Regions from separate parts of the Sus scrofa genome. Here all the other regions are linked to region 3. A link is a contact called in public Hi-C, HiChIP or PLAC-seq and promoter capture Hi-C data. All regions are on one chromosome and are shown on one strand. Each heading gives the region's core, a stretch centred on a gene start, on an enhancer-like site or on the middle of the called end of the contact. The rest is flanking DNA. Distances are from core to core; before and after follow the strand shown. Region 1 has its middle 24 kb from the start of MGST3. Region 2 holds the start of TMCO1 (transmembrane and coiled-coil domains 1). Region 3 holds the start of ALDH9A1 (4-trimethylaminobutyraldehyde dehydrogenase). Region 4 holds the start of UCK2 (uridine-cytidine kinase 2). Region 5 has its middle 55 kb from the start of LRRC52.

Evidence for each region. Promoter capture Hi-C pulls out the DNA fragments that hold promoters and counts their contacts. Hi-C and Micro-C count contacts between places; a contact is called where the count stands out from the background. HiChIP or PLAC-seq counts read pairs in DNA pulled down with a chosen protein or histone mark.
Region 1: a promoter capture Hi-C map of liver shows a contact between it and region 3, with 5 times the contacts expected there. The contact joins the enhancer-like site here to the promoter of ALDH9A1 in region 3. A contact is called at or near these places in 1 of 5 promoter capture datasets (liver), 7 of 47 Hi-C or Micro-C datasets (heart right ventricle, liver, skeletal muscle and 1 more) and 1 of 2 datasets of contacts at active chromatin or transcription factors (alveolar macrophages).
Region 2: an H3K27ac HiChIP or PLAC-seq map of alveolar macrophages shows a contact between it and region 3. The contact joins the promoter of TMCO1 here to the promoter of ALDH9A1 in region 3. A contact is called at or near these places in 4 of 47 Hi-C or Micro-C datasets (blood, heart right ventricle, liver and 1 more) and 1 of 2 datasets of contacts at active chromatin or transcription factors (alveolar macrophages).
Region 4: a contact with region 3 is called in an H3K27ac HiChIP or PLAC-seq map of alveolar macrophages. The contact joins the promoter of UCK2 here to the promoter of ALDH9A1 in region 3. A contact is called at or near these places in 3 of 47 Hi-C or Micro-C datasets (embryonic fibroblasts, fetal heart ventricle and heart right ventricle) and 1 of 2 datasets of contacts at active chromatin or transcription factors (alveolar macrophages).
Region 5: a Hi-C map of fetal liver shows a contact between it and region 3, with 2.2 times the contacts expected there. The contact joins the enhancer-like site here to the promoter of ALDH9A1 in region 3. A contact is called at or near these places in 2 of 5 promoter capture datasets (fetal liver and liver) and 9 of 47 Hi-C or Micro-C datasets (blood, embryonic fibroblasts, fetal heart ventricle and 4 more).

Annotation. Positions count from the first base shown.
Region 1 is chr4:85,097,205-85,102,745 of Sscrofa11.1, reverse strand. No RefSeq gene overlaps it. Among named protein-coding and RNA genes, the nearest start is that of MGST3, 24 kb to the right of the region's middle. Within about 2 kb of position 2,130, at least 1 of the 83 cell types and tissues checked has an H3K27ac peak or open chromatin away from gene starts, as enhancers often do. A contact at or near this core is called in liver, where this site is marked.
Region 2 is chr4:84,957,642-84,963,891 of Sscrofa11.1, reverse strand. It overlaps TMCO1 (transmembrane and coiled-coil domains 1), which reads right to left and starts at 1,980. Exons shown (of 7, transcript NM_001167585.1): 1 at 1,800-1,980; 2 at 1,296-1,373. The coding sequence starts at 1,869.
Region 3 is chr4:85,026,596-85,032,639 of Sscrofa11.1, reverse strand. ALDH9A1 (4-trimethylaminobutyraldehyde dehydrogenase) reads right to left here and starts at 2,726. Exons shown (of 11, transcript XM_021089487.1): 1 at 2,570-2,726; 2 at 80-225. The coding sequence starts at 2,633.
Region 4 is chr4:84,916,177-84,921,640 of Sscrofa11.1, reverse strand. It overlaps UCK2 (uridine-cytidine kinase 2), which reads left to right and starts at 2,410. Exons shown (of 7, transcript XM_021089486.1): 1 at 2,410-2,865. The coding sequence starts at 2,767.
Region 5 is chr4:85,147,560-85,153,813 of Sscrofa11.1, reverse strand. No RefSeq gene overlaps it. Among named protein-coding and RNA genes, the nearest start is that of LRRC52, 55 kb to the left of the region's middle. Within about 2 kb of position 3,198, at least 36 of the 83 cell types and tissues checked have an H3K27ac peak or open chromatin away from gene starts, as enhancers often do. A contact at or near this core is called in fetal liver, where this site is marked.

The sequences.
Region 1 (5,541 bases), core at 881-3,380, 71 kb before region 3:
TCACTGGTGTGAGGTAGTACCTCATTGTACCTTTGCTTTGCACTTCTCTGATAGTTCGTGATGTTGAGCATTTTTTCATGTGCCTGTTGACCATCTCTACATCTTCTTTAGAGAAATGTCTATTCAGTTCTTGTGCCCATTTTTCAATTAGGTTATTGTTTTTGTTTTTTTGTTTTTGGCTGTTGAATTGTATGAGTTGTTTATATATTTTAGAGATTAAGCCTTTGTCAGTTGCATCATTTGAAACTATTTTCTGCCATTACGTACTTGTCTTTTTGCTTGCTTTTTTTTTTTTTTTTTTTTTTTTTTTTTTGGTATGGTTTCCTTTGCTGTGCAAAAGCTTGTAAGTTTAATTAGGTCCCATTGGTTTATTTTTGCTTTTATTTCTATTACTTTGGGAGACTGACCTAGGAAAATATTTGTACTGTTGATGTCAGAGAATTCTTTTTTTTCTTTTTTTTTTTTTTTGGTCTTTTTAGAGCCACACCCACAGTATATGGAGGTTCCTAGGCTAGGGGTTGAATCAGAGCTGTAGCTGCTGGCCTAGACAACAGCCACAGCAATACAGGATCCGAGCCACATCTACAACCTACACCACAACTCACGGCAATGCCAGATCCTTAACCCACTGAGTGAGGCCAGGGATCAAACCCAAGTCCTCATGGATGTTGGTTAGGTTCATTAACCACTGAGCCACGACAGGAACTCTGAAAATGTTTTGCCTATGTTCACTTCTAGGAGTTTTATGGTGTCTTTCTTATGTTTAAGTCTTTAAGCTATTTTGAGTTTATTGTTGTGCATGATGTGAGGGTGTGTTCTAGTTTCATTGATTTATATGCAGCTGTCCAGTTTTCCCAGCACCACTTGTTGAAGAGAATGTTTTTTTCCAGTTTTATATCCTTGCCTCCTTTGTTGAAGATTAATTGACCATAGGTGTCTGGGTTTATTTCTGGGTCCTCTATTCTGTTCCACTGGTCTGTTTGTCTGTTTTTGAACCAGTACCACATTATCTTAATTACTGTAGCTTTGTAATATTGTCAGAAGTCTTAAGAGAGTTTTACCTTCTGCTTGGTTTTTTTTTCCCTCAGGATTTCTTTGGCAATTCTGGGTCTTTTACGGTTCCATATAAATCTTGGGATTGTTTGTTTAGTTCTGTGAAAAATATCATGGGTAATTTGATAGGGATTGCATTGAATCTGTAGTATGGCCATTTTAACAACATTACTTCTTCGGTAATTCCTTGGTAATTAATGCCAATTGCCACTCTATTTCTGAAGACAGAAACCTTGATTTCGTTCTTTTCCTTTCCCACACATCCAGCCCATAAGCAAGCCCTCTTGGCTCTATCTTCGTATTATCTCAGTTTTGCTAAAACAACAAACGGGAGTTCCTGTTGTGGCACAGCAGAAATGAATCCAACTAAAATCCATGAGAATGAGGGTTCGACCCCTGGCCTCACTCAGTGGCATTCCTGTGAATTGTGGTGTATACTGCAGGTGCAGCTCAGATCCCGAGTTGCTGTGGTTGTGATGTAGGCCAGCAGCTGTGGCTCTGATTTGACCCCAGTCTGGGAACTTCTATATGTTGCGAGTGCAGCCCTAAAATGCACAAAAATTTTTAAAAAAATGAAAATAACAAGCCAAGACTCACAGTGAGTTACAGTAAATATTTGTGCCTCACAAACAAGTCTGCAGGCTAGCTGTGTTTGTGCTGGGCTTGGCTGACCTTGCTTGTGTTCAGTCAAGTTTGGCTCCAGGTTGCAAATCAGGTTTGGGTCTGCCAGCCATGTTTCCAATTCTTCAGAGTGAAGAAACACTGGCTTCCTGAAACATACACTTTTCATGATGGGTTGGCAGAAGCACAAAAGAGGCAACGGAAACCGTCCATGCCTCCTGAAGCTTCAGGTTGAAATCTCAGTTAACAATCTGTGATTATCCTGTTTTTATTGTCAGTTTCCCCTATTAAAATGTAAGTTCTATTACTGCCTGGAATCCAGTAGGCACTCAACAAATGCTTATGACATTAATGTTACAAGAGAGGATTGTGGGAAAGCAGCTTGAGGCTAGACTGTTCAAATATTTTGAAATACAATGTACGCAAGTCTGGACCTTGTCCTAAAGGCATTGGTCAGTATCAAAGAAGAGGTCTGCTTTAGATAGGTAACTGAGAGTAGCTGGGTAATGAATGTTTAAAGAGAAGCCAGTTAAAAGGTTACCGTAATTGTCTAGGTTAGAGGAAATTTGATGTCTAAACTAGGGCAGAAGAACTAGAAAGGAGACTGCTTTGAGGTGCCATTAACAAGTATTGGGGAGTTCCCTTCATGGCTCAGCGGTTAACAAACCCGACTAGGATCCATGAGGATGTGGGTTCAATACCTGGCCTTGCTCAGTGGGTTAAGGATCCAGCGTTGCCATGAGCCATAGTGTAAGTGCAAATGCAGCTCAGATCTGGCATTGCTGTGACTGTGGCATAGGCCGATGACTGCAGTTCTGATTAGACTCCTAGCCTGGGAACTTCCATATGCTGTGAGTACAGCTCTAAAAAAAACAAACAAAAAAAGTATTGGTAGTAATAACTACCAATTTTTAAGTGCCTAAATTAAGCCCAGACTCTATGCTATCTTTTCAAGAGCAAAGCAAAATAGGTATTGATGTATTAATTTTGCAGATTAAAAAAAAAGTTTCAGAGAAATTATATAATTCCCTGCTAGAATCACACAGCTAAATGATGACTATTCTGGAATTCCATTGCAAGACTATGTGATTCCCAGCCCAAGGAGTGAGGGACAAGGCGTGGTGCCAATTTCCAGTTAAGGCGACTGCTTAGATGATGTTCTTTGCTGAAATACATAAAAATTTGCTGGGAAAGATAACAAATGTGGTTTTGGTTCCCCTGTGGATCAGAAGTCTGTAATATAGTAAGCAGTTCTGCCTGAAAAAAACTGACTGGTTAACATGCCAAATAGGGTATTACCTGGGAGGCTATGGGGGCTCAGAGTCAGTGGTAGGCTGGAGAGACAGGCTTCATGAAAAGGTCAGGAACATAGGGGGTTCCAGACAGCTAGGCAACAAGAACCAGACGTTCGTGCATTTGTTTAATTGATAGATACTGAGTGCCTACTCTATGCCAGGCACCTCAGAGCATTAGAGGCACAGCAATGAATAGATAGACCATACCCCACCTTCATGCTGCTTATATTCAAGTCGTGGTCACAGGTCATAAACAAATTAAATCCAAAAATATGTCAAAAGAATAGAAAATGAAAGAAGGGGGGGGATAAAGAGTGCCTTTAGGAGAGGGAAATTGCAGTTTTTAACGTTGTGGTCAGAAGAATCTCTCAGAGAGTTCTGGTCCCTCCACTGCTACAGCCACAGAGTAGATGAGAACTCCAAAAAGTCCCTTGGTTGCTGTTCATTCTCTTGAGGGCCTGAGTGTTGAGAGTAAAACTGATGGGCCAAGATGGAGGCATGCACCCACTCCCTTAACTCCTCTGAAATGAGGGAGAGGAAGAATTGCCCTTCAACTTTTACATTGCAGTAGTAAGTACTACCTTCAAAGAATATACAGAAAATGAGGGATTTTGCCCCAAAGAGATGAGGGTTTGAACTCTAGACTATTCAAATAACCACAGCAGTCGGTGCAGCCAATAAAAGAAAGTTAAAGAAGAGACTCATAGAAGAGTTAGAAGAAAAAAAAAAAAGGATAGAGCTTTAGAAAATCTTGAATACATTTTAAGATGCAGATTGATGAAAAGGAGGTAGTAAAGGAGAGCAGAAAGAAAGAAATCTAGAGAGCAATGTTTGAGACTCCAAGGATGGAGAGAGCTTATGAGGTAAATGGTGACCTTTAGGAGAGGTTTGGAAGAAGACACTATAAATGGAGAATCAATGGTGACTGAAGTAGGAACTGAGCCAAAGTGTTCCTGATGTTGTAAAGGAACTTGCAAAATACATTATCCTGTGTCTTCTTCTGGACTTCTGTCTTTACTTCATTTGAACTTCACAATGACCTTGTAAGAAAGGTCTTATCCCCATTTGGAGATGGAGGAAAATGATATCCATTATCTAGTGTTGGAGAAGATTATAAATCTTTCCCTGGAGGGCATCTTGTTAATATCTATCAAAAGACTTTAAAATGATCCAGAAAATCCTCTTTAAAGGAATTTGGCCAAAAGAAATAATCACAAGCATGCACACAGATTTATCTACAAGGTAGATAAATCGCTTATAATAGTAAAGAATTGAAAACAAGCTAACTCCAACAAGAAGGGGTCGGTAAATCCATGCAATCAGGACCACATAATGCTGCAGAATGAACTGTTCAAGAAATAAGAGAAATGATTTATAATTTATTAAGTGGAAAAAGCAAACAACAAAAAGTATATACAGTGTGACTTCTATTTTTCTTCTTCTTTTTTTTTTTTTATTATTTTCCCACTGTACAGCAAGGGGGTCAGGTCATCCTTAGATGTATACATTGCAGTTACAGTTTTTTCCACCACCCTTTCTTCTGTTGCGACATGAGTATCTAGACATAGTTCTCAATGCTATTCAGCAGGATCTCCTTATAAATCTATTCTAGGTTGTATCTGATAAGCCCAAGCTTCCGATCCCTCCCACTCCCTCCCCCTCCCATCAGGCAACCACAAGTCTCTTCTCCAAGTCTATGATTTTCTTTTCTGAGGAGATGTTCATTTGTGCTGGATATTAGATTCCAGTTATAAGTGATATCATATGGTATTTGTCTTTGTCTTTCTGGCTCATTTCACTCAGTATGAGATTCTCTAGTTCCATCCATGTTGCTGCAAATGGCATTATGTCATTCTTTTTATGGCTGAGTAGTATTCCATTGTGTATATATACCACATCTTCCGAATCCAATCATCTGTCGATGGACATTTGGGTTGTTTCCATGTCCTGGCTATTGTGAATAGGGCTGCAATGAACATGCGGGTGCATGTGTCTCTTTTAAGTAGAGTTTTGTCCGGATAGATGCCCAAGAGTGGGATTGCAGGGTCATATGGAAGTTCTATGTATAGATTTCTAAGGTATCTCCAAACTGTTCTCCATAGTGGCTGTACCAGTTTACATTCCCACCAGCAGTGCAGGAGGGTTCCCTTTTCTCCACAGCCCCTCCAGCACTTGTTATTTGTGGATTTATTAATGATGGCCATTCTGACTGGTGTGAGGTGGTATCTCATGGTAGTTTTGATTTGCATTTCTCTTATAATCAGCGATGTTGAGCATTTTTTCATGTGTTTGTTGGCCATCTGTATATCTTCCTTGGAGAAATGTCTATTCAGGTCTTTTGCCCATTTTTCCATTGATTGATTGGTTTTTTTGCTGTTGAGTTGTATAAGTTGCTTGTATATTCTAGAGATTAAGCCCTTGTCAGTTGCATCATTTGAAACTATTTTCTCCCATTCTGTAAGTTGTCTTTTTGTTTTCTTTTTGGTTTCCTTTGCTGTGCAAAAGCTTTTCAGTTTGATGAGGTCCCATGGGTTTATTTTTGCTCTAATTTCTATTGCTTTGGGAGACTGAC
Region 2 (6,250 bases), core at 731-3,230, 68 kb after region 3:
AAACTGAAAAGAAAAAAAAAAAAAAAAAAAAAAAAAGACCAACCAACAAAATAAGAACAAAATCAAAAGCCAAATGAAGAAAGCATAGCAAGGTTTCTAGCTTGCACCACTGGAAGCAAGGAGATTCTGCTCACCAAACAGGGAAATCCTGGGAAAGGATCACATGAGTGAAGGTAAGATAATAAGCTTGGTTTTTAAATATGCTGAAGTGCTCTATCAACACTGAATAAGTAAATAAGTAACCCATAATTTAAAAGGTTTGAGTTTGGCTTCTAATTCTTTGTTTGCTCTGTGACATTAATATGTCATTTAACCTTTCTGAGTCTCAATCTTCTTTTCTTTAAAGGGAGAATAACTGACCACAAACAGTTGCTATGTGGATATTGGAAATGGGATATTGTAAGAACGAAAATTTCAAACACTTATGAAGACATAAAGAAAAATCATAGAATAAAGTCCTAAGATGAGGTAGAAGACTGAAAGCCAAATCAAGCCTATGACGAACCATTCATTCTACATTGCTAGTAGCCCCCTCAGCTGTATCCTACAGAATTCCTGTTTTATTTCAAAAACAAACTCAACTTGTTCTTAACCCTTTCTTCAAATACTCGTTCAACCATCATACCTAACTGAAAGCCGGCTTATCCCCAAGACAATCGTACTGACCCACTGTTTTCCAAACACGCCCTACTGATTAAAATTTCCATATTTCTGTACATATGCTATTTCCTTTGCCTGGAATTCCTTCCCCCATCTAGTCCTCTACCCAAATTCTAACTATCCAAGAAGGACTGCAGGGCCATCTGCATCACAACGGCTTCCATGGCCCCTCACAAACCAATGGGATCTCTTTAGAACCACCACACCACATTAAGTATCCCTCAGGTCCTTTGCTCTGCTGATGTTTATATTACATATTTTGCATCTAAAGAGACTTCAGGTTGGATTCACCTTTGTATCTCTATAAAGTTGTTGTTGTTTTTGTTTGTTTGCTTTTTAGGGCCACACCTGAGGCATGTGGAGGTTCCAATCAGAGCTAGGGCTCCAATAGGAGCTACAGCTGCAGGCCTACACCACAGCTCACAGCAATGAGGGGTCCTTAACTCAATGAGCGAGGCCAGGGATCAAACCCACAACCTTACGGTTCCCAGTCGGATTCCTTTCCGCTGCGCCACAACAGGAACTCCACTATAAGGTTTTTATATCAGTTGGTGCTATTTAAACATGTACTGTGAACAGCCACTCAGCGAGCTTGATGTGTTGCAACTATTTCTAAAGGATGTTGCCATACTCACATTTTTTACTCTGTTTTTCCACTTCTGCCTTCAGTCTCTTGTACTTGTCTGTCCTGTAAACCAGGACCCAAGTTATACCTGAAATATTAGAAGCAACAGGCTAATAAAGAAATGTTTGGAACAATTACAACAGCCTTTATTGGTGGTTACTGTTGGATAAGAATGCTTTCCAACTTTTTGCCTTATATTCAGCAGTAATTAACTTTTTTCAACTGTGAAGATAACCTACTCTACACCCAAAACAACTGTGACATTATATGAAGGTGCTTCCACAGAAATCCAAGCGAAATCTACTCTACGCCAAAGAAACCTCGGCAATCGATTCCACACCATCCCTTCGGCTCCTGGAGGAAAGATTCCCTGGAGTTGAGGAGACGAACCCCCACCCCCGCCCCTGCCAAAGGAAGCAAGGCTCGCGACCTTGGTGGCGCGAGGGACCTTGGGCCCGGGATCCTTCCCCCACCCCAGGAACTGAGCAAACGTCAGAGAAGCGGCCGCTCTCACCCTCGGCGAGCAGAGCCGTGCACACGGAGATAAAAACGATGAGCAGTGTGTCCGCGAACATGGTGCTCATCTCGCGCTTCCGTCCCTGCACTCCCACCCGCTAGGGGGGAAGCGCTCGAGAGCCAGGGAAAGCAAAATGTACACGACTCCTAGACTTCAGGACCACCGAGTTACACACCGACTCTGACAGACGGGAAGTAACACTTCCGCTTTCTGCGCGCAGCGCCGGAAGTGCTCGCGCTGGCTTGTTGCGTAGCCGCGAGAATACAGAGGAAACGGAGCAGCAAGTGTCGGGGGCTGTCGCTGACGCCGAATCTCGCGAGAGTTGCAATTGGAGCAGCTGGGACCGTGTTGCCTTGGTGGGATCTGGCTCCTTAGCTTTTGGTTGTGGTTGTTGTGGGTGTGCTCCTTCTTCTCGCTCGAAATCCGCTTGTTTGGACTTGTCCGAATTTCTGCCTCAGCCCCACATCTAAGACAAAGTAGGTAGTTCAGCCAAGTTTTGTGTAAAGTGGAGAAATTGACTTTCGCAAACACCGAAATTCGGTGCCAGGCCACGGATTTGGGGCTGGGGCCGCGAACATCAATGAGTCATGAGCATCTGGCTTCCAGGCACTCACGTCCTAGCGAAGGAGAGAAACTGGTACATACAGTGTGATTAGGGTATTATAGAGGTATATCCAGAATGCTGCGGTGACCCAGTTCAGGGGTTGGTCAGAGAAAGCTAGTGAAAGGGATTGAAGCAGTCAGTGACCCTACACTGTGTTGTTGAAGAACAGTGCTTAGAAGGAAGTTCAATGACATCTTTACTACATGCTGCCGGATTCCTTTTTTTTTTTTTGCTTTTTAGGGCTGCACTAGCAGCCTATGGAGGTTCCCAAGCTAGGGGTCCAATCGGAGCTATAAATGCCACCCTACACCAGAGCCACAGCAACGCTAGATCCGAGCCGCGGCTGGGACCTACGCCACAGCTCATGGCAACACCGGATCCTTAACCCACTGATCGAGACCAGGAATCGTACCCGCAACCTTATGGTGTTCCTAGTTGGATTCGTTTCCGCTGCGCCACGATGGGAACTCCAGCCTTTTATTTTTTTAATTTTAGGACTGCACCTGCAGCATATGGAAGTTCTAGGCTAGGGATCCAGGCAGAGCTGTGGTGTAGGTCCTCATGGTTCCTAGTCGGATTCGTTTCTACTGCGCCACAACAGGAACTCTCAGACTCCTTTATCTTATATCTTATCTCTCACTTGTATTAATTTTTAGGTTTCAAGCTTTTCTCCATGAAGACCACCCTCCAAAAATTCACTGTCCTTCTGTAATTTCTATGACTACTACAGGGCTTTTGCCTGGGACTTCCTTTCACTATTTTCTAGGGTCTGAGTCACTATTTCCTGGACCCATATCTTCTTTCTGCCTTAGTTTATACTTTTTTTGTGTGATTTTAGGCAAATTATTTCACTGCACTCTGCCTTGGTTTCTTTTAATGTAAAATGACTTAATAGTACCTAAATCCAAAAGTTGTTGTTGTTCTTCTTTTTAAGATTGTTCCCGTTGTGGCTCAGCAGGTTAAGAACCTGACATAGTGTCCCATGAGGATGAGGGTTTGATCCCTGGCCTCCCTCATTGGGTTCAGCCTGGATCCAGTGTTGCTGTGGCTGTGGCGTAAGTCAGCAGCTACAGCTCCAACTCAACCCCTAACCTGGAAACTTCCATATGCTGCAGGTGCAGCCTTTAGTAAAAGAAAAAAAAAGATTATTTAAGTAAAGTGTATCGAATGGCACCTGGTTCATAGAAAGGTCACCATAAATGTCTATTATTATTACCAGGTTGTTTCTTTTTTTTTTAATTTAGGGCCGCACCTGTGGCATATGGAAGTTCCCCAGCTAGGGGTCAAATCAGAGCTGCAGCTGCCCGTCTACACTACAGCCTCAGCAACACAGGATCTGAGCCATATCTGTGACCTACACCACAGCTCAGCAACGCCAGATCCTTTAACCCACTGAGGCCAGGGATCAAACCCGCATCCTCATGGATGCTAGTCTGTCTCCTAACCCACTGAGCCACAATGGGAACTCCCTATTAGTAGTTGTTATTAAACCCGCTACCACATGATTCTTGAGCTAATTTTTTCTGATTTTCCCTGTGATCTTGCTTTCTTTAATAGCTTCAGTTAGCATCTATTCACTGATAATTCATGAAATAATATCTGTGGCCCAAATGTCTTTTCTTATTTTAGGACCTACTATTTAACTGCCAGCTGAGCATCTCCATTTGGATATCCCAAACTGAACCTACCCAGTTCTTTCACCGAAACTCCAATTTTGCTCTTATTCCGTTATTCTCTTAATAAGTAACTCCATCCTCTACCTGATGTTTCAAGCCAGAAATACATGAACTATTCTTAATAACTCCCTCTTCTTTATTGTACATGTCTAATCACCAAGTTTGAGAAGTTCTTCCTTCTTATCTATTCTTCCATGTTTTTCAATACCCTTTAGCACACTTTAAGTCACCATTGCCTTCCTTTGTTATTTTGTTTGTTTTTGTTTTTGCTCTCTCTCTCTCTCCCCCTCAGCACTGAGGTTTATTTCTTGCCACAGCTTTACCTGGGCCTTGGAGAGCCACCTCCCATGTTAACAGTGTTCGAAAGATGCTTACATCTCAGGAAAGTGTGATTTTGGAGGCTCTGAAAGGCCATCCTGTAACTCAATAGGTCTGTAATCTGCACACAGAGATTAATTGGAAAGAATTAAGGCAGGGACTATGGGGAACTTTCATCATCATTCCTGGGAAAATTCATACATGGGGACTTATACATCTTTGCCACATCCATTCCAAGAGTCCCATTAATAATTCATTGTGCAGGTGTTTGGCTGCATCTACCATTGCCTTCCTTGTGATACAGCCTTCTAAGTGGTTGGTCTCCAGTTACATACCCAGCTCTGTCCCCTCCAGGCCATTCTTTTCATGTAGCCATTAATGATCTTTCTCAAATACAAAGGAGATTGGATATGGAGAATTTGGAAGAGAAAGGAGTTGAGGCCAATGCCCAGATTTTCTTCTGAGACACCTGACAACATTCTCATCAGAGAAAACAGGAGAGGAGTCAGGTTTTTAGGGGTAGATGATTTTTTTTTCCCCACAAGGCTATTAAGACTAGATGAAGACCTTCAGAAATTCTAAGCACTTAAAAAATTATGAAGCTACTTCCCAAAATATAATTAAAAATAAAACTAATACTAAAGTGAAAATGAGTTCCCACTGTGGTACAATGGGTTAAGAATCAGACTGCAGAAGTTAAATGTCGTGGCTCAAATGAATCTGACTAGTAACCATGAGGACGCAGGTTCAATCCCTGGCCTCACTCAGTGGACTAAGGTTCCAGCATTGCTGTGAGCTGTAGTGTAGGTCACAGACGCAACTCGGATCTGGTGTTTCTGTGGCTGCGGTATAGGCTAGCAGCTGCAGGTCCGATTCAACCCCCTAGCCTGGGAACCTCCATAGAGGTGGTTGCGGCCCTAAAAAGACCAAAAAAAAAAAAAAAAAAAAAAAAAAAAAAGAATCAGACTGCAGAGACTTATGTTGCTTCAGAGGCACAGGTTGGATCTCCAGCCCAGTGCAGTGGGTTAAAGGATCCTGCATTGCCACAGCTGTGGTGTAGGTCACAGTTGTGGCTTGGATTTGATCCCCGGCCCAGAAACTTCCATATGCCACAGGTGCAACTGGGGAAAAAAAAAAAAAAACTTAATACAAAGCTACAATAATCAAAACCATGATACTGACAGGAAAAGCTGAAAAATTGGATTTGGCAATGATTTATTAGATGTGACACTGAGAAATTGGGCAACAACAACAAAAATCGATAAATTGGACTTCAAAGTTAAAAATTTTGTGCATGAAAGGATAAACAGTGAAAAAGACAACTTGTAAAATTGGAGAAAATATTTGCAAAGCATATCTGACAGGGGATTAAAATCCAGAGTATTTAAAGAACAATGTACAACTCAAAAACACGAACCAAAAGAAGACCCAATACAAAAATGGGGCTTGTGGAGTTCCTGCCATGGCTCAGAGGTTAACAAATCTGACTAGGAACCATGAGGTTGCGGGTTTGACCCCTAGCCTCGCTCAGTGGGTTAAGGATCCAGTGTTGCTGTGACCTGTGGTATAGGTTGCAGATGCCACTCAGATACCGCATTGCTGTGGCTGTGGTATAGACTGGTGGCTACAGCTCTGATTCGACCCCTAGCCTGGGAACTTCCATATGCTGTGGGTGCGGGCCTAGAAAAAGATTTAAAAAAATAAGTAAAAAAAAAAAAAAAGAACCAAAAATGGGGCTTGAGGGAGTTCTCTGTTTGCTTAGTGGTTAAGGACTCAGCATTATTATTGCTTGGCTTGAGTTCAGTCCCTGGCCTGGAAACATTTGCATGCTGAGGGGGAGGAGAAAAAAA
Region 3 (6,044 bases), core at 1,477-3,976:
GTCTAACTGCAAATCATCACAAGGAACTCAAAGAGCAATTCAAGAGGGCTTTTCTGGAAGAGAGTAAATCAAAACATACCCTTATTATCCTGGCAGCCTCCAAAAGAATTCGGCAACGCTCCATGCCAGATTTCTGGCTCCATATTTTAAAGGCAGCCTTTGCATCTTGAACAGCCAAATTTACTTCCTTTTCTCCTGAACATGTGAAAGTAGCTATCACTCGACCTATAAATACATGGAAAGTCAGTGTCATCGCAAATTGTGACCACACATTTTAAATAAAACACGGTGTATCCAATTTTCCTTTTAATGATCCCCTTGTTTTTAAGTATAGTTTGATTTAGTGACCAACCTATACCAGTAGTTCTTAACTCTTATTTAAGGGTCACTACGCCTTTTAAGCGCCTAACAAAAGTTGCAGACTTCACAGAATTACAGAGATCTGGTTCCTTGCCTAGTACACCATGAACTTTGGAGTAAGAACCCCCACCCTGCTCTATTTTACACTTGGGTTTACTTACATTAACTTCCTTTCAAATATTTTGCAACACTGCTTAGCAATGTTTGGGAATCTGAAAGGGTTTGCAAAAGCAAAACTATACTCAGTCTCCTGGGTCATGAACTTTGATTTTTTTTCTTTTTTTGGTATTTTTAGGGCCTCACCCTCAGCATATGGAAGTTCCCAAGCTAGGGGTCAAATCAGAGCTGTAGTTGCCAGCCTAGGCCACAGCCACATCTGCCACCAACACCACAGCTCACAGCAACACTGGATCCTTAACCCACTGAGAGAGGCCAGGAATTGAACTGGAGTCCTTTTGGATACTAGTCGGGTTTGTTACCACTGAGCCACGATGGGAACTCCAAACTCTGATTTTAAATCACTGGTTTATGTTCTATACAAGTGATATAATACTACTGACACTTGACAAATATGGTTAATAAACAGAATATCAAGAAAAGATATTCCTAATAGAAGAAAACTCTCTCAAATACAGGGGAAAAAAGGTCTCTTCTTATTTCAATTGTATTCCCTATCCCGATTCGGGGCAAAATATGAAATGATCAGTTTTTCTAGACCCAAATCCCAAGGGTTGTGACTGACTCTACCAAAACGAATTCCCTAAGACGTCAAGTCAGCAGTTTCTTTTCCCCTCCCACAAGAAAACCTAGAACTCTGCTTTTTCCCAGAGATCTGACAAACCTGCAATTTGTTACAAATTTGAATAGCCAATTGGTAACGGCAGTGGCTAAAGATCTCACACAACTGTAGGGGATTAATATAAAGAGCAATTGTTCTTTCTTTTGCATCAACATGGAGGTGGGGGTCAAGAGGCTGTTTCCTCCTACCTAAAGGAGACCCTGATGATGTCTGCGACCCCTTCCTGCTGGCAAGTCAGCGCTCTGCGCTTCAGTGTAATTGGTCAAACCTAAATTCCCCAGGCCTTTGAAATCCAGTTTTAAATCTCTCTGGCTACATGCCATTCCGGTTTGCGCAAACATTTACATTTCTCTCCCCATAAATATTCCATAAAACCCAGCAAAACAAACACAAAACAAAACCTCTCATTTGCTTTGTGATCTGAGGCCTGGCACAGTGCTTGGCACACATTAATCACTGGATAGAAGCAAGATTTCGTCCCCTCTTCTCAGTTCCGATTTATGTTCAGAAACGTTTTAACACTAGGAGATGGCAACAAAGTCCTCAGTCTTGCTCATTAGAATCATTTGTGCGAGCACCTCCATTTTGGCACGTGTTTCTTTTCACCCCCGTCCTTCTAGAACTCCTCTACTAAGGGCACCGCGGAAGACAGAACTGCAGTCCCAGCTTTAAAGGGTAATAATTAACAAAGACACCACCTCACGCACCTTTGTGGGCTCTCTGTTCAGGCCGTTGTAAAATTACCCATGACCCCGCCGCGCAACTCACCAGCTTTTCCAGTTTCCTAGACTCCCTTCCTGTCCGGGTGCAGATGCACTCGTGTTTGCACAGCAGCGTTAGCTGCAGGCACACACATACAACTTTATACTCTACACCGTCAAGTGTCTGTGGTCAATAAACGTTTGCTGAACGCACCGAATGAAGGTTCAGGGCCTAGAACAGGCGCACCCCTCAGGCGGGGGAGCGTCAACCCCCGCCCGACCCTGCCCCTAACCCAGCCCGCATGGCGTCTGCAGCCTGGCCACCCAGGCCCTGGCAGCCTGATCTCCGTCCAGTTACCGGTTGCCGGCTCGAACGCCTTCTCGGTGCCGGAGGCGTCCACCGGATCCACGCGGGCCCCGCCGCGGTAATTAAGTGGCTGTGACACGATGAAGGTGCCAGTGCTCATCGCAGCGACCGGAGCAGGCCGGAGAGTGCGGAGAAGCGGAGAGAGAACGGCTAGGCCAGCTCGGAGAAACACGCGAGGGAGGCGTGGGCACCAGTTAAGGGGCCGAGGGGAGGGGCAGGGCTTTGGGGGCGGGACCGAGAGACGGAAGGGGCTAGGGGCGGGGCCGTGGGAGGGGCAGGCCGCTCGAGGGCAGAGCTCGCGGAGGGGGCTGAGGGGCGTGGCAGGGCTAGGACTAGAGTTACCCGGTCTCCTGGCAAGAGCCCGACCTTCCAGGGCGGAGTTTGGGAGGCTTTTGGGGACCTTCATTTGGGGCTCCTCCGTGGTGCAGGTCCGGTCCTCGCACAGCCGAAAGGATGCGTGACAACCAGAGCCTTACGCTCACTGACACATGCACAGACGCACGCGCGCTTTCTCTCCCTCGCTCACTTTCACTTTCTTCTTCCAGATCAGTATTTGGAACCAGAGTTTTCTGGTACATCACTGCATGTACTCATCCTTAAGATCCTACTCCTGATCCTTTCGACTAAAGAAAATGAAGAATTGGCGTGCTAGGAATTTTACTTTGGTTACTTCACTCTTAAGCCGCCATTTCTTTATATACATAATAGGACTTTTTAAAAGTTATTGTGAAAATGCAAACGAAGCATTCATTCAGGTTCCCTGCCTGGAATGTACATGATGTTCAGTAAATGATCTGAGCACTTATTATTTGCTAAGCATCGCTCTAAGGCTCCTTATGAATGTATTAAAATTACTTAATATTGTCTCTTTTTTTGTTGTTTTGTCTTTTGCCTTTTTGAGGGCAGCACCCACGGCATATGGAAGTTCCCAGGCTAGGGGTCTAAACGGAGCTGTTGCTGCTGGCCTACGCCAGAGCCACAGCAACATCTGATCCCAGCCGCACCTGCAAACCACACCACAGCTCACGGCAACACCGGATCCTTAACCCACTGAGCGAGGCCAGGGATGAACCCACAACCTTAAGGTTCCTAGTCAGATTCATTTAGGCTGAGCCTGTATGGGAACTCCTAAGTCTTTTTTTTTAAAAAGTTATGGTAAAGACCAAGGGAAGGACTGTCAAAGAAACATACAATATTGTCGTGTGAAACTGCTTTTTAAATTCTAAAAGAGCTGTGTGAATGCTATCGATGACAAATAGCACAAACAAAAACATAATAGTTTATAAAAACCAAAGGCCTCATGAGAAGGTATGAGGAAAAAAGACACTCTGTACAGCCACTTGGAGGGACTCGCAAGATCGTGTCAGCTAAGGGAGCTTACACAAAAGCAATCCTGTTCTTTCTTCAGACTGCACTCCCATGCATATGCTGCAAAGACTTCATGAACAGAAATTAATTGGCCATTTTTACATTCCATGATTTCCTGCAGGCATGTTTCTCTCCTAGGGGCTGCAGTCTTTCTCAATGTTCTTTTCTTTTCCTTTTATTTCCAACATGATATTAGGGAGGGTGATTTTCAGGTTTAAAATAGAAATAAATGACACTGGTCAGCTTTTCCAGAACCCTATGCCAATTTGTTAACCCTCTCAATGCTATGAGATTTGTAGGCCTTTGTCCTGTTGGGGAGATGGCTCAGATCTTCAGTGTCAGAAAATGAGACACGTGAACACGGGGAGATCTAGACAAGGTTCTCTACTTCTGCAGAAGGGTGCGGGTACTCAAAAAGCAGGGGCAAAGAGGAAAAGACCCTCCCTATTTATCCCTATCACAGGTGATGTATCTGTCCCCTTCCCATTGGTCAGGTCAGGGTGCACATTCTTCTCCATTGGCTAACCTGAAACAATTGTTCCTGGGAGAGGAGGGAAAGAGGAGGGGGGTGTCCCAGGAAGGCGTTTCAGCCAAAACCCCCAGCAAAATGGAGTAACCAAGATTTCCTTTGATAGAAAAGACATTATGTTACTTTCTACAGTCCTCAAATGGAAAGAGCATTATTCAAATTTAAAACAACCTGGGACCAAACTCAGCTACTACCTTTGTTATTGTTAGAGGTTAGAAGCAGACTTGAAACATATCATGAGTTGGTGAGGAGCAAAGTAGATTTCCAGGATCACTGGAGCAAGGATGGTCACTTGTGTGTACAGAGACCATACATCTCAAGGTTTTTATCCAGGGGGAGGAGGGAGCAATTCCTATTTATAATGTTCTGCCCCAACAAACACATTTTGACATGTCAGATCATGATTCCTGCCTGATGTTCATTTTAGATATGCGGTCATGTCTGTTGATATAATTCATAAATTATAAAAAGGGCAAACCTCTGCCAAAATATTCAGCTCTTCCATTTGCCTATCACTGCTTTTATTATTAGTGTCATTAATATATATTATTGGCAAAACCCAACATGTAAAGAGACTTTATAGGTTGCAAAACCTTTCACATTTATTTTCTCACTTACTGCTCATAAATCTGTGAGAGAAAATGGGATTAACACAGATCGAGGGAGTTCCCACTGTGGCTTAGCAGTAATGAATCCGGCTAACATCCATGAGCATGCGGGTTCGATCCCTGGCCTTGCTCAGTGGATTTAGGATCCGACGTTGCGGTGAACTGGTATAGGTGGCAGATATGGCTTGGATCCTGAGTTGCTGAGGCTGTGGCGTAGGCTGGCAGCTGCAGCTCCCGTTCGACCCCCCTAGCCTGGGAACTTCCATATGCCTCGGGTACAGCCCTAAAAAGAGACGAAACAAAAAATAAACAAACAAAAAAACACAGATTGAGTTAAAGAGCTCATATGTGACACTTTCATAAATATCTCAGTGGCAATTCTGCAAGATGGGTTTTATCATTCTTTGTGAAGCTGAGGTAAATAGCTAAGAAAGGTTGTAGAGCTTCCCCCCTCATCCCCCAGAGGAGCTGGGATGGGAATTCAGCTCTGTGCAAGTCCAATGCATATTTCTTCTCACTACACTGGGTCCAAATGTTGCTATCCGGGTCAAAACGTCCCCATGAAAGTTGCTATCAGAATTCGCTCTTATTAGGCAGTCATCTATCAAAGAAAAGGCGGGGTTTGAAATCCAGAAAGCAGGTCCTGGGGAAAAGATTTAAGGGACCTCAAAAAAAAAAAAAAAAAAAAAAAAAAAAAAAAAAAAAACTATAGGAGTTCCCGTCGTGGCGCAGTGGTTAACGAATCCGACTAGGAACCATGAGGTTGCGGGTTCGGTCCCTGCCCTTGCTTAGTGGGTTAACGATCTGGCATTGCCGTGAGCTGTGGTGTAGGTCGAAGACGCGGCTCGGATCCCGCGTTGCTGTGGCTCTGGCATAGGCCAGTGGCTACAGCTCCGATTCGACCCCTAGCCTGGGAACCTCCATATGCCGCAGGAGCGGCCCAAAGAAATAGCAAAAAGACAAAAAAAAAAAAAAAAAAAAAGGACCTCTAAGTTTCCTGCGAGGAGCTTGTTTGCAATACTCCCAGAGCAACTGAGAAGCCACAGAGTGTGTCAGCCAGCTGTATAGGGTCAAGGTGAAAATTTAAAGAGACAGAGAACAGCACACAGACAGATGGGTGTGCACACCCAGGATGGGTGCACAATGGAGGGCAGAGGTTGGGGGGTGGGCAGGAAAAGGGAGGAGCAGAATCATTGCTAAAGGAGGAGCAGATGCTGACAGAAACTGCCTACCTCGCAATTTGATTAAAGCCAAGCCCGGGTGCCGCTAAAGCCACCTCCATACCCGAATTTCCTTCCCCAGGGAACTGGAG
Region 4 (5,464 bases), core at 1,161-3,660, 110 kb after region 3:
CCCGCACCACAGCAGAGACCCCAGACGCTGCAGTAACAATGCTGGATCCTTAACTTGCTGTGCCACAAGAGAATTCCTCAATAAATATTTATTTAGGCTCTACTATGTGTCAGAAACAGTTTTAGGTGCTAGGGATACAGTAGTTAGAAACAAATAAACGAAGCAATAAATCTATAAAACAGTTCGGAAAAAATCCCTTTAACAAAGGGAAACAAGGAGTTTCCCCATCGTGGCTCAGTGGTTAACAAATCCACCATGAGGATGCAGGTTCGATCCCTGGCCTTGCTCAGTGGGTTAAGGATCCCGAGTTGCCATGAGCTGTGGTGTAGGTCGCAGATATGGCTCAAATCCCACATTGCTGTGGCTGTGGTGTAGGCCGGCAGCTACAGCTCCGATTGGCCTCCTAGCCTGGGAACTTCCATATGCCGTGGATGCGGTCCTAGAAAAGGCAAAAAGACAAAAAAAAAAAAAAAAAAAAAAAAATTAATAAAATAAATAAATAAAAATAAAAAATAAATAAATAAAATAAAAAACCAACCAAACCAAAAAAAAAAAAAAAAACCCAAAAAAACAAAGGGAAACAAATTTTATAATAAAAATGTGATAGAGGCTGGGTAGGGAACTAGGATAAAGCAAGCATAGTACAATGTCAAGGGCAGAATCTAGGTAGTGGCTATTATCAGTGTTCACTGTAAAATCTTTCAGCTTTATGTTAGAAAGTTTTTATGATGAAATACTGTAGAAAAAAGTTATAGGAATGATAAAGAAGGTGAGGATTTGGGAAAAGTCCATGGAGGATGTGGCATTCTTCCATCCTCTTCTTTGCTCTCAGCTACCTAATACTCCCTTAGCTATGAGTCCCTCAAGTTCCAAATTCCAATAGGCCTTGTCCTGGGCTCTAAAGAGCTGTCAAAAGTCCTGGAAGACTATTATCTTTTTAGTGGGGAGAAGACTTGGAGGAGCAGAAGCAGACTTGGGAATCAGATAAGACCCACCCACCCCACAGCCATTTGGTAAGGCACCCTCTATCTGGGTTCTTCCTAATACCTGCCTCTGGGTACCAGGTAGCGGCTCTCTTCATCCTAGTTTCCTGTCTGAGCTTCTGTAGAGTTTGGCTTCGGATGGTAACTTGAAATACTTCAAAGGTGAAAACAACACTTTATTTCTAATACTCTTAATTTTCTTTAGTATTTTTTTTGAAATAATGCTGAATTTAGGGTAATATATCAAGTTTTGAGAGAGAATGTGACAGACTGAAGTTCTTTAGACTGTAGGGTCACCGCCTCCCCCCCCTCCATGCGGACTGATACCAGTCCGAGGTTCACAAGGGCAGAGACTGGAAGTTACTAGTCTGGTTCTCCCTCTCTACCCTGTGTCCCAACATAGATTCCTTTTCCAATTTCAGCCCTTTAGGAGCCTCTTCTCAGAGAACACTTACACAGGGTCTTGTACCTTTGCCAGGTGCTAGCTTAAATACTTCACTTTTAATTTTTTTGGCTGAAATTCCTGAGCCAGGGATCTAACCCCGTCACAGCAGCTATCCAAGCCACAGCAGTGACAAGGATGGATCCTTAACCCACTGAGCCATAAGGGAACTCCTATTTTAAGTACTTTAAATGTGATAATTGACTTAAAACAACAATCCTAGCACGTAATTGCCATTGTTATTCCCATTTAACAGATGAGAATACTGACCAAGGGAGATTAAGCAACTTGCTCAGGGAACTGCCTGTGAAATGCAGAAATCTGGCTCCAGAGGCAGCGCTCCTCTTGAGTCATCAGCAGTTGCTGCCTTTGTAACCAAGTGCCTAATTGCCCATCTCCGAAAAAAACCAGTTCAATTAAAGGTATTAATAAGTCCACATGGCATTAAGTATTATTTTAATGATTCCACAAGCTCTACCTACAGAGGAACTTCAGTGTTTGGGATTTCAAACTATGTTTAGAAAAGGCGTTGATGGCAGGAGGCAAGGGTGCCCCTCAGATGAGCCCTTCAAATTACCCTTCCCTAGGAAGAAGGACTCCAGAGAATCGCCGGTTAAGGGGGATGGTGTTTGGGGGTTTTCAAGAGAGGAAATATTTAAAGCCAACGGCTGACATACTGTTTTGGAGGGGTAAAAACTCATTTTCGGAACACAAGTTTCTAGCCTGGATAAAGAGTAAATGACGTTAACACTTTCTTTCATCTTAATCGCCCAAGCTTGCTCTAATTTTGCTTCTCAAACCTGGGGCATTCCCTCCATTATTTCATCTGCCCTCTTAGCTTCGCATCCCTTTTGAAGTAGGTGGTGGTAGCATACTCAAAACGCAGGTTCCTTTCTTTTCCCTTAATCTACCGCAGGTCGTCGTCGGGGAAAGGGTTAACCCGGAGGGTGGGGAGGAGGGTCGGGCTCACACCTTTCCCAGAGACCTCGGGCTGCGGCGGGGCCCGGGAGGGGCGGAGGCTGGGGCCAGACGCCTCGCCGCCTTTGCTCGGCGAATAGCAGTGCGCTGCCCGCCCGGATTGGAGCAGCAGCATCACGCTGACCTCTGCCTGGGATGTAAACCCAGCCGGCCGCTGCGGGCAGAGGAAGACTCTCGACTCCTTCGGGAAAGCCAGACCCAAACCTCAGCAGCCGGCTCCGACCAGCGTGCAAGGAGCAGCGGCAGCCTAGACCTGGGCAGCGCCCAGCGGCTGCTGCGGGAAGCGGAGGGAGCCCTGCGCGGGCGCGGGCGGGGAGCGTGCGTCCGTTCGCACAGGCAGCGGGAGGAGGGGCGGCGCGAGCCATGGCCGGGGACAGCGAGCAGACCCTGCAGAACCACCAGCAGCCCAACGGCGGCGAACCCTTCCTGATCGGCGTCAGCGGAGGCACGGCCAGCGGCAAGGTATGGCGAGGCCCCGGTGCTCTCTTCCCTTCCCCCTCCCCGTCCCAGGCCTGGGCCCGGCGGCGGCGGCGCATGTGGCCGGCGGCCGCGGGCCGTGTCAGTTGCTGCAGCCACCGCGTGGCCCGCGCGCCTCCGCTCCTGGCGGCACTCCAGCGCTGGGTCTTAACCGCGCGGATTCCGGGCGCCGCGTCGGGGGACGGGCGGGTGGGGACTCGGGCCATCTGAGGTTCCAGGGGTACCCTTGCCACCGAGCACGGGGCTGGCGCGCAACCTCTTGTTCTTTTACCCTGCGGTGGTAACTCGTGGCCAGGGTCCTAATGGGGGAGGGGCGGAGAAAGCAGATCTTATTGTTTTGCGAGTACGACATGGGAGACCCTTAAAAGCAGGGTTCTCTAAGAACCCCGAGACACACATCTTCCCTTGGCCTGACTTTGATGTGTCGCCCCGGTGCCAAGGGCGGAGCGAGCCGGGTAGCCCGACCGGGAGGGCTGCGGGAGCCCGCGAGGCGGCGTCCCAGGGAAGGGGAGCCCCACTTGGGCTGGACACGGGGCTGGGGATTGCAGGGGTTTCCAGACACAATCCTGAAAGACAAATAGGCGAGGTGACATCAATGAAATGATAATAGTCGGGGCTTCTCTCTCTTTCTCTCTATTTTTTTTTTTTTTTTTGGTTATGAGAGGAAACGCTGTCGGCTTGAATGAGAAAGTTGTGCTGGCTACGTGCTCTTCGATATGTGGGGCGTACGCGTCTTGGATCCACGGAAGAGGTCGTCCTCTGGGTGTCTGACTTGTCGAGAAGCCTGCTTTCTTTGTTTTTTCAGCTAGGCAAAGAAGAGACTAGGGAAACGCTTTTAAATTACCCCCGGCTTTTTCTGCAGGTGAAGGGTGGAGTCCTCCCAGATGTTTCTTTCTTTGCTCCCCTGCCTTTAAGATGTGGCTACTTGTTTCCTCTACTGTTTAACAATCTCCCAGTTCATTTGGTGCACAGGCTCAAGGGGAGCCTGCGAGAGATGGGCGCTGCGCACTGGGTTTGGGGAGGCGGGATGATGCCTCCTAGGGCCGGGGAGAGCAGAGCAGGAAGGCTCGTTGGCGCCATGAGAAGCCAGCCACGAGGTATTTCGCTCCGGATCCGACTCTTCCGTGGCCCCTCCCCCATTTTCGTTTTACATTTTTCCCTCCAGGTCTGGATTACTTTGGCGCGTGGGGCCCAGACACGGCAGCTGGCGCTGTGGAACTTCTTTATTGATTAGTTAATCTTGTCCGTAGCTCCCAGGGCTGGGAATCGGCCAGCTTTAGATCCCAGAAGTTTACGAAACCCCTGATTGAGTGCATTTTTTAATTTTTAATTTTTAAAAACATGTTCTTTGCTGGTCCTATTACTAGTAAGGCAAAACCAAACCAGGATGCCAGCTTTTTAAGGAAGTGTACCTGTTCGACTGGAATTCACCGAGGGCCCCCCCCCCCCCGCATATTCCTATTGTATGGGACCCTTTTTGTTGTTGATGACTATATTCCCAGTGCTTCTAGCAAGATGCCTGACAGGTAGTTGGGCCCAAGTATTATCCTGAGATCCAGCCTTCCTAGGGTGAAGGAGACTGAAATTGGCAGATGAGTGTAGCTTTTAGAAACAAAATGACCTTGGCAATCATCTAAATAATGTAGTCATTACAGAGGTGGAAGCTGAGATCCTGAAAGATGAAATAACCCCCTTTTTCTTGTGCGCCTCGATCATCACCTGTTCTCAGTTGATAATAAGTAGAAATTTAAGTGTTGTTTCAGTAGGGTGTCAGGTAGGAGCTAGTAGTGAGCCATGAAGGGCCCTGCTACTAACTCTGCTTTCCCTACTTCTCATCAAGGAGGAAGAGACTCCCAAGAAAGGGTCTGTTGTCGTATTTTGAGAGCATGTTATATATTTTGGGCATTTACAAATACTTTGTCATTGTTTAAGGTTATTTTATAATTTTTTTTTGGTTGCTAAAAAAAGTCCAAAGGAGCATTGATCTTCTGAAATTCTATACTGTAGTCAGTTTGCTCCAATTATGTCTTGATTCCCTATTCCAGTCCTTAGAGCCTTTCCTCCAAGGAATTTGAAGGTTTTTGTTTTTTTTTTTTCTCTAAGGATGGTCAGCATCAATACACTGGACCTCCTTTGGAAGCTTCAAGCCTAAACATTGTAGTACAGGAGGGTCTGGAAGCAAGGTTGATACTCTATCCCCTGGGTATTTACTCTGTGCTTGTTAAAGGAATTTGGGAGAAGGCAAGGGCCTAAGGCATCAACCATAATGACAACTTTAGAGCTAGAAGGAAACTCAGAGGCCCTGGAGTTCAACACTAATCTCTTCAGTCATAGATGGGAAAAATAATGAATTCAAATCATATATTTATTAGCGGTGGAGCCAGGGCTAGACCAGTGCTGCTCTGCTGCTCTTAAGATGAATTGACTAAGGCATGCCTGGAGAACATAAGTTTACACATTAAACCTGGAAAGGGGCTACTTGAAAATGGCTTCACAATGATTTCAGAGGTACTTGACTGAAAGGAAATGGAAATGCAGATTGCTTTGTACCCAGTGGCCACTCGGTATAGACCTTGATTGCTTC
Region 5 (6,254 bases), core at 1,949-4,448, 120 kb before region 3:
AGCAGTAAATAAATAAATAAATAAATATTAAAAAAATAAAAATAAAAAAATAAACAAACAAACAAAAAAAAAAACAGGTGTAGTCAATGGCTCCCCTGGGGTGAAAAACCATTGGTCCAGACCATGTGGAGTTACCTTCTCTGCAGGACCTTCAGAACAATGGTGAACTGAGATTAGAACAAGGGTGAACACCAACATGTATGCTTCCTTCCTGCCCAAGAATTTTGAAGAACATCCTTTTGCCATGGGGATAGGCTCCATGTCCATCAAGATGCTGAGTTTCCAGACAGGAGAAGGATGGACTAATTGATTTCTCAAGTTCACCTTCAAAACCAGACTCGGGTCTTCAGCTCTCCACAGAAAGGAACACACTCCAAAGTTAAACTGAAGTAAAAAATAGCCTTGGTCTGAGATCTCCAAGGAACACATTTGAATGGTGCACAATGCAAACTCAACAGCTATCTTCTGCCAGCTCTTCTCAATTTCTCTGCTATGTGTGATATTTTCCATGGATGAGACCAGAAATGTTGGTTGTAAATGATAGTCAGATGTTTAAACAATTTTGTTGCTGAAACATGATAATTTCCAGAAGCGCCTTTTCTGTACACAGTGTCTTTCAGTAAGACCCACCACAAAGAAAATGAGTTGTACAAGAAGAATGGCAGAAGATCTGGAAATTAACCAGGAAACTGGACCGTAACATGCCTCAAACTAAACAAAAAAAAATTCATTAATAGGAAACAGGCCAGTTTTTAGGGGTCATGGAAAGAATACATACTGGGTTCTCAGCAACTGGCTATGTTTCAAAGTCAGTAACCTCCAACTTGTCAGGGTGGATTGTGGTTAATGCTGCGAAAGACATGTGCTGAAAGGTTTCTAGTTGCCCTTAAATTCCTGAATTTCTACTCAGGGTATTATACCACACATGTGCAAAACAGAAAAGTCTGGTAAAATTTAAAAGGGTCCTGCTGTAAGTAAACCCAATATATAAAATTTTAACTCATAAAATTGATACATAGAAGGTGGTCATATATATCAGGAAAGGGACACTTTAAAATATTTTATGTGAAATTTTTCTTATGGATATATTAGGTAGAATCACATGAAATTGCCAATACTTGACTGTTTTGACCAAATAAAATCAAAATCCTAGTAGTCCCATGTGGTTCAATATATACATTTCATTAACAACTTAAGGGCTAGAAACATTTAAAAAGAGAACTAGTAATGCCTACTAATTTCACATGGCAGAAGCAAAAATTCTTTTAATGCTTCTTTTTAATGCTTCTTAATTCAACGACGACAGGAAAATATTTTGTTTAGCAGGTTTTTTTGGTTTTTTTTTTTTTTTTTTTTTTTTTTTTTTGGCCTCCCCATGGCATATGGAGCTCCCAGGCCAGGGATCAGATCCAAACTGCAGTATCAACCTAAGCCACACCTGCGGCAACACCAGATCCTTAACCCACTATGCCAGGCCAGGGATGGAACCTGTGTTCCAGTGCTCACAAGAGGCCACCGATCCCGTTGTGTCACAGTGGGAGCTCCCAACATTTCAGTTTTAATCTACCTAATCTTTAAGTAGCATATCTACAGGCTGTTTTAATCTGAGTACTACAGGATGTAATCAGTGATGACTAAAAATTTTGGTAATATTTTGGTAATGACTAAAATAATAGTAATAAGCCCCATATTTATATATTTTCATGTCAAAGTAGCTTTAATTGAATTGAATCTATTAAGCCATGCCTCCAAATCCTTTGTGAAAATGAGATAAAGATGGAAAAGAGGGAGCAAAAAAGGGGAAAGATGGTCAAGTTTTGATTATCAGAATTTATCCATCCAAGTGAATATTCCTTTTCAAAGGAGTCCTCACAGGAAGCTATATGTCTACTGACTGCCAGGTGACATGACAACCTTGCTCAGAATATCTATGGAATTACTCTTGGAACTGCCTTCAAAGCCAAACGAGAAAATCAGTACATTACTTAATAGTTATATTTCTTCTTTTCCTTCTTCTTCATTTTAAATTCCAAACTGAAATCAACCAGCTATTAACCTACTCTTTCTTGGGGGTAACCTATTATTACTTTGGGGTCATTTCCTAAAATACATACGTAATTCGTCCAAACCCATAGAACAGACATCAAGAGTGGACCCTAAGGTAAACTTGGGTGATGATGATGTGTCATTATAGGTTCACCAGTTGTAGTAAGTGCACCACTCTGGTGAAGGATGTTGATAACGCAGAAACTATGTGCATGAGGTGAGAAGGTGTATGGGAAATCCAGCTCTTCAAACCTAAAACTGCTGTTAAAAATAAAATCTTACTTTTTAAAAAAGGAAAAAAAATGTATACCCACATAACAATAAAATTAAAACTATTTTGGGAGAGGGAAATTTGTCTACATTGAAGCTATCCAAGAATGCCTGGCACATGATCCCACCTTCCCTTGTCTGCTTATTCCTCCTTTTGTCCATTAGTTTCCTCCACTCCTGAGAAGAAAAAGCAGTCTGTTATCTTTAAACCAAAGCGATTAGGAATGAGACGGTGGGAAATGTCCCTTATAGTGGCCAACTCCTATCCCACTCTGAATGACTTCAGAATGTTCCTTTACTCTTTCTTACATCTGTTAGTGTATCTGAAAATCTCAGAATATGGAAAGGATTCGTGATGTAATCTCTCCATGTGAGAAGAATGCAAATGTCTAGCAAGCATATAAATAACAAGCAAGGCACATGTTTTTCTCATAGAAAAGGTAGAGAAATGAGAGAAAGGCTGACTGCCAAAGTTTTCACAGTTTACTTATTTTAAACAGTTGCATTGACCCATAGAAGTATTTCTTATGCCTCTGTCAAGGCAAGTGGATTTTTACATTGAGGTTGACACACAAAAATACTTAGGGGATAAAGAATAAAAGTGACAGAAATGAGGCATTCATTTCTAACCCATCTCTCCTGTCAATTCTGAAAGGTGTGCTCAAGAAACTGGGTTTAGTGTCCCCAGCATGCCTAGGTCTGCATGGGGCTCTGCGCTCTGCTAATCTGCAGACCCAGGTCCCAAGCTTCCGCGGTTGCTAAGGTAACGGGCCGCCTCTGGGCAGCCACTTGCTACGGGGCAGGCCCTGCCTGGGCTCCTGCCTTTCCGATTGGCCTCTATTACCTACAACGCGCGGAGAGACTGCCCAATGGGATCGGCCCTCTCGAACGGACCCTCGCAACGCACCAATCGGGCGCGGCCACACAAAGCCCGACGCTGACTGGTCGGTTCCCAGGGAGAGCGGGGCTGAGGAAATAACGCTGGAAGGAAATGTTGGTTGCTTTTTGCTCGTTTGGTGAAGTGGTCGTTAGTCACTAATGCCCAAAGTACCAGTTAAGACAGGGGCCAGGACCTTCAGTCAAGGTTCCTGTGGGCCTAGGAAAGCAGTGTCAGAGGAACCCAAAGAAATGAGAATCCCCTGGACCCGTGCTGAGTTGTGGAAAGGATCCCCGGCGGAGCCCACTCCCGCCGGTTATCACGCACCGGCAGTAATCTCTGTAGGCATCTGATCAACCCGCCAGAGGAGGTATCTGGATCACCAACCCAAGGTTTGCTTCCTGAGACAGAAAAACAGCAACAGACACGGCTCAGATCCTGCGTTGCTGTGGCTGTGGTGTAGGCTGGGGGCTACAGCGCTGATTAGACCGCTAGCCTGGGAACCTCCATATGCTGCAGGTGCGGCCCTAAAAAAAAAAAAAAAAAGTTTTCATTTCTACTCCACTGCAAGTATGAATATTAATCCTCGTGCATTGATGCAGTAGTAGAGAAGAATACATTGCTACCAAGGAGAGGCCAAGGAAATCAGTGCCCTGAGATCCATCACTGAAATTAATCATTGCTGTGGGCTCAACTCAAGTAACTTTGACTTTGACTTTCAAATGTACGTAGGGATATCAGGAGATTGAATGGGGCTCTATCCCCATTTGGAGTCCAGTATCTCCTTCCTCATAGCGCTCTGAAATTGTATAGCAAAGTGGAGAGCGCTGGCTCTCTTGAATTTTCCGACAACTTCAGTGGCAGTTGTTTGGCGTCTACTGTTTCCTGACCCTTTCTTTTCCTAATTCTGAATTTACTATGTAGAGTCCCTTTCCCAGGAACATTATAAATGCAGGGGAAAATCTCTCTTTTCCATTGCTGGTATATCAATGCTACTTGCCTTGGGTTTTGACAGTCTTCTCGCTCTGTATTAGGAAACAAGCTTTACTGTAACTAATTTTCACTCCCTTGAGCAGCTTTACTCAGTCAGTCCTCCATTTGTCCCTCAAGCATTTCTCTTGTTTCAACAGTGCTTTTTAAGAACGGGGTTCTATCCCCATTTGGAGTCCAGTATCTCCTTCCTCATAGAACTCTGAAATTGTATAGCAAAGTGGAGGGCGCTGGAGTTGAATGGGAGTGAGAGAAGGCAGAGTGTTTGGTAGGAACTGATACGGTGGCCACAAGGTGGCACAGGACGACAACCAGAGTGCTCTCTTTCTCCCAAGTGACTATGTTCAATGAGGGCTCTGTTTCTGCTGCCCTGACTCTTACATCTTAAGGTCCTGAAATGCTCTCTTTGCATCTTCTTTCTTCTTCCTCATTGCACAATCTGTGGTTCTTTTTCCCTGGTCCCTCTTTTCTTTGGAAAATTCTCCTCGATTTTCACTGTTACACTGAACATGGATTCCTTTCTCTCTCAGCTGACCCTGATGACTGGTTAACTCAGCAACTCCTCACTTCTGGAACCAAGGCTCCTCCAATATATCTCTCAGTCATATTTTCTTTTTTTCACTGAAGTATAGTTGATTTACAATGTTGCATTTGTTTCAGGTGTACGGCAAAGTGATTCAGATGTATACAGATATATAGATATTCTTTTTCAGATTCTTTTCCATCATAGGTTATTACAAAATATTGAGTATAGTTCCCTGTGCTATATACAGTTGGGTACCTATTTTATATATAGTAGTGTATATATATGTTAATTCTCCCTCCCTTTCCCCTTTGGTAACCATAAGTTTGTTTTATATGTCTGTGAGTCTCTTTCTGTTTTGTAAATAAGTTCATTTGCACATTTTTAAGGTTCTACATATAACCCATATGATATTTGTCTTAATTATTACATAGTATAATCTCTAGGTCCATCCATGTTGCTGCAAATGGCATTATTTCATTCTTTTAAATATACCCATTCCTCTGTTAATGGACATTTAGGTTGCTTCCATGTCTTGACTATTGTAAATTGTGCTGCTATGAACATTGCGGTGCGTGTATCTTTTTGAATTGAATTTTTAAACTCTCTGGATAAATATCCAGAAGTGGGATTGCAGAATCTCTTTTTAGTTTTTGAAGGAACTTCATACAGTTCTTCACTGGCTGCACCAATTTATATATCTACCAACAGAGTAGGAGGGTTCCTTTTTCTCCATACCCTCTCCAGGATATATTATTTGTAGACTTTCTGAGGATGGCTATTCTGTGTGTGAAGTAATACCTCACTGCAGTTTTTATTTGCATTTCTCTAATAATTAGTGAATAATTAGTGAAGTTAAGCATATTTTCATGGGCCTGTTAGCCATCTGTAAGTCTTCTTTGGAGAAACTGACTGTTTAGATCTTCTGACCATTTCTTGATTGGATTGTTTTTGTTTTTGTTTTTTGATATTGTGTGAACTGTTTATGTATTTTATAGATTAATCCCTTGTCAGTCACATTGTTTGCAAATATTTTCTTCCATTCCATGAGTTGTCTTTTCATTTTGCTTATGGTTTCTATTGCAATGGAAAAGCTTTAACTAGGTCCTATTTATTGATTTTTGTTTTCATTCCCATTATTCTAAGAGACAGATCCAAAAAGATACTGTGATTTATGTCAAAGAGTGTTCTGTCTCTGTTTTATCCCAGGAGTTTTAGAGTAGCCAGCCTTATATCTAGGTCTTTAATCCATTTCGAGTTTATTTTGGTGTATGGTGTAGGAGAATGTTCTAATTTCATTCTTTTGCATGTAGCTGTCCAACTTCCCAGCACCACTTATTGACAGAGACTGTCTTTTCTCCACTGTATATTTTTGCCTCCTTTGCTGTAGATTAATTGACCATAGGTGCATGGGTTTATTTCTGGGCTTTCTATCTTTTTCCCTTGATCTATATTTCTGGGTTTGTGCAAGTAACATACTGTTTTGATGACTGTAGCTTTGTAGTGTAGTCTGAAGTCAGGGAGCCTGATTCTTCCAGCTCCATTTTT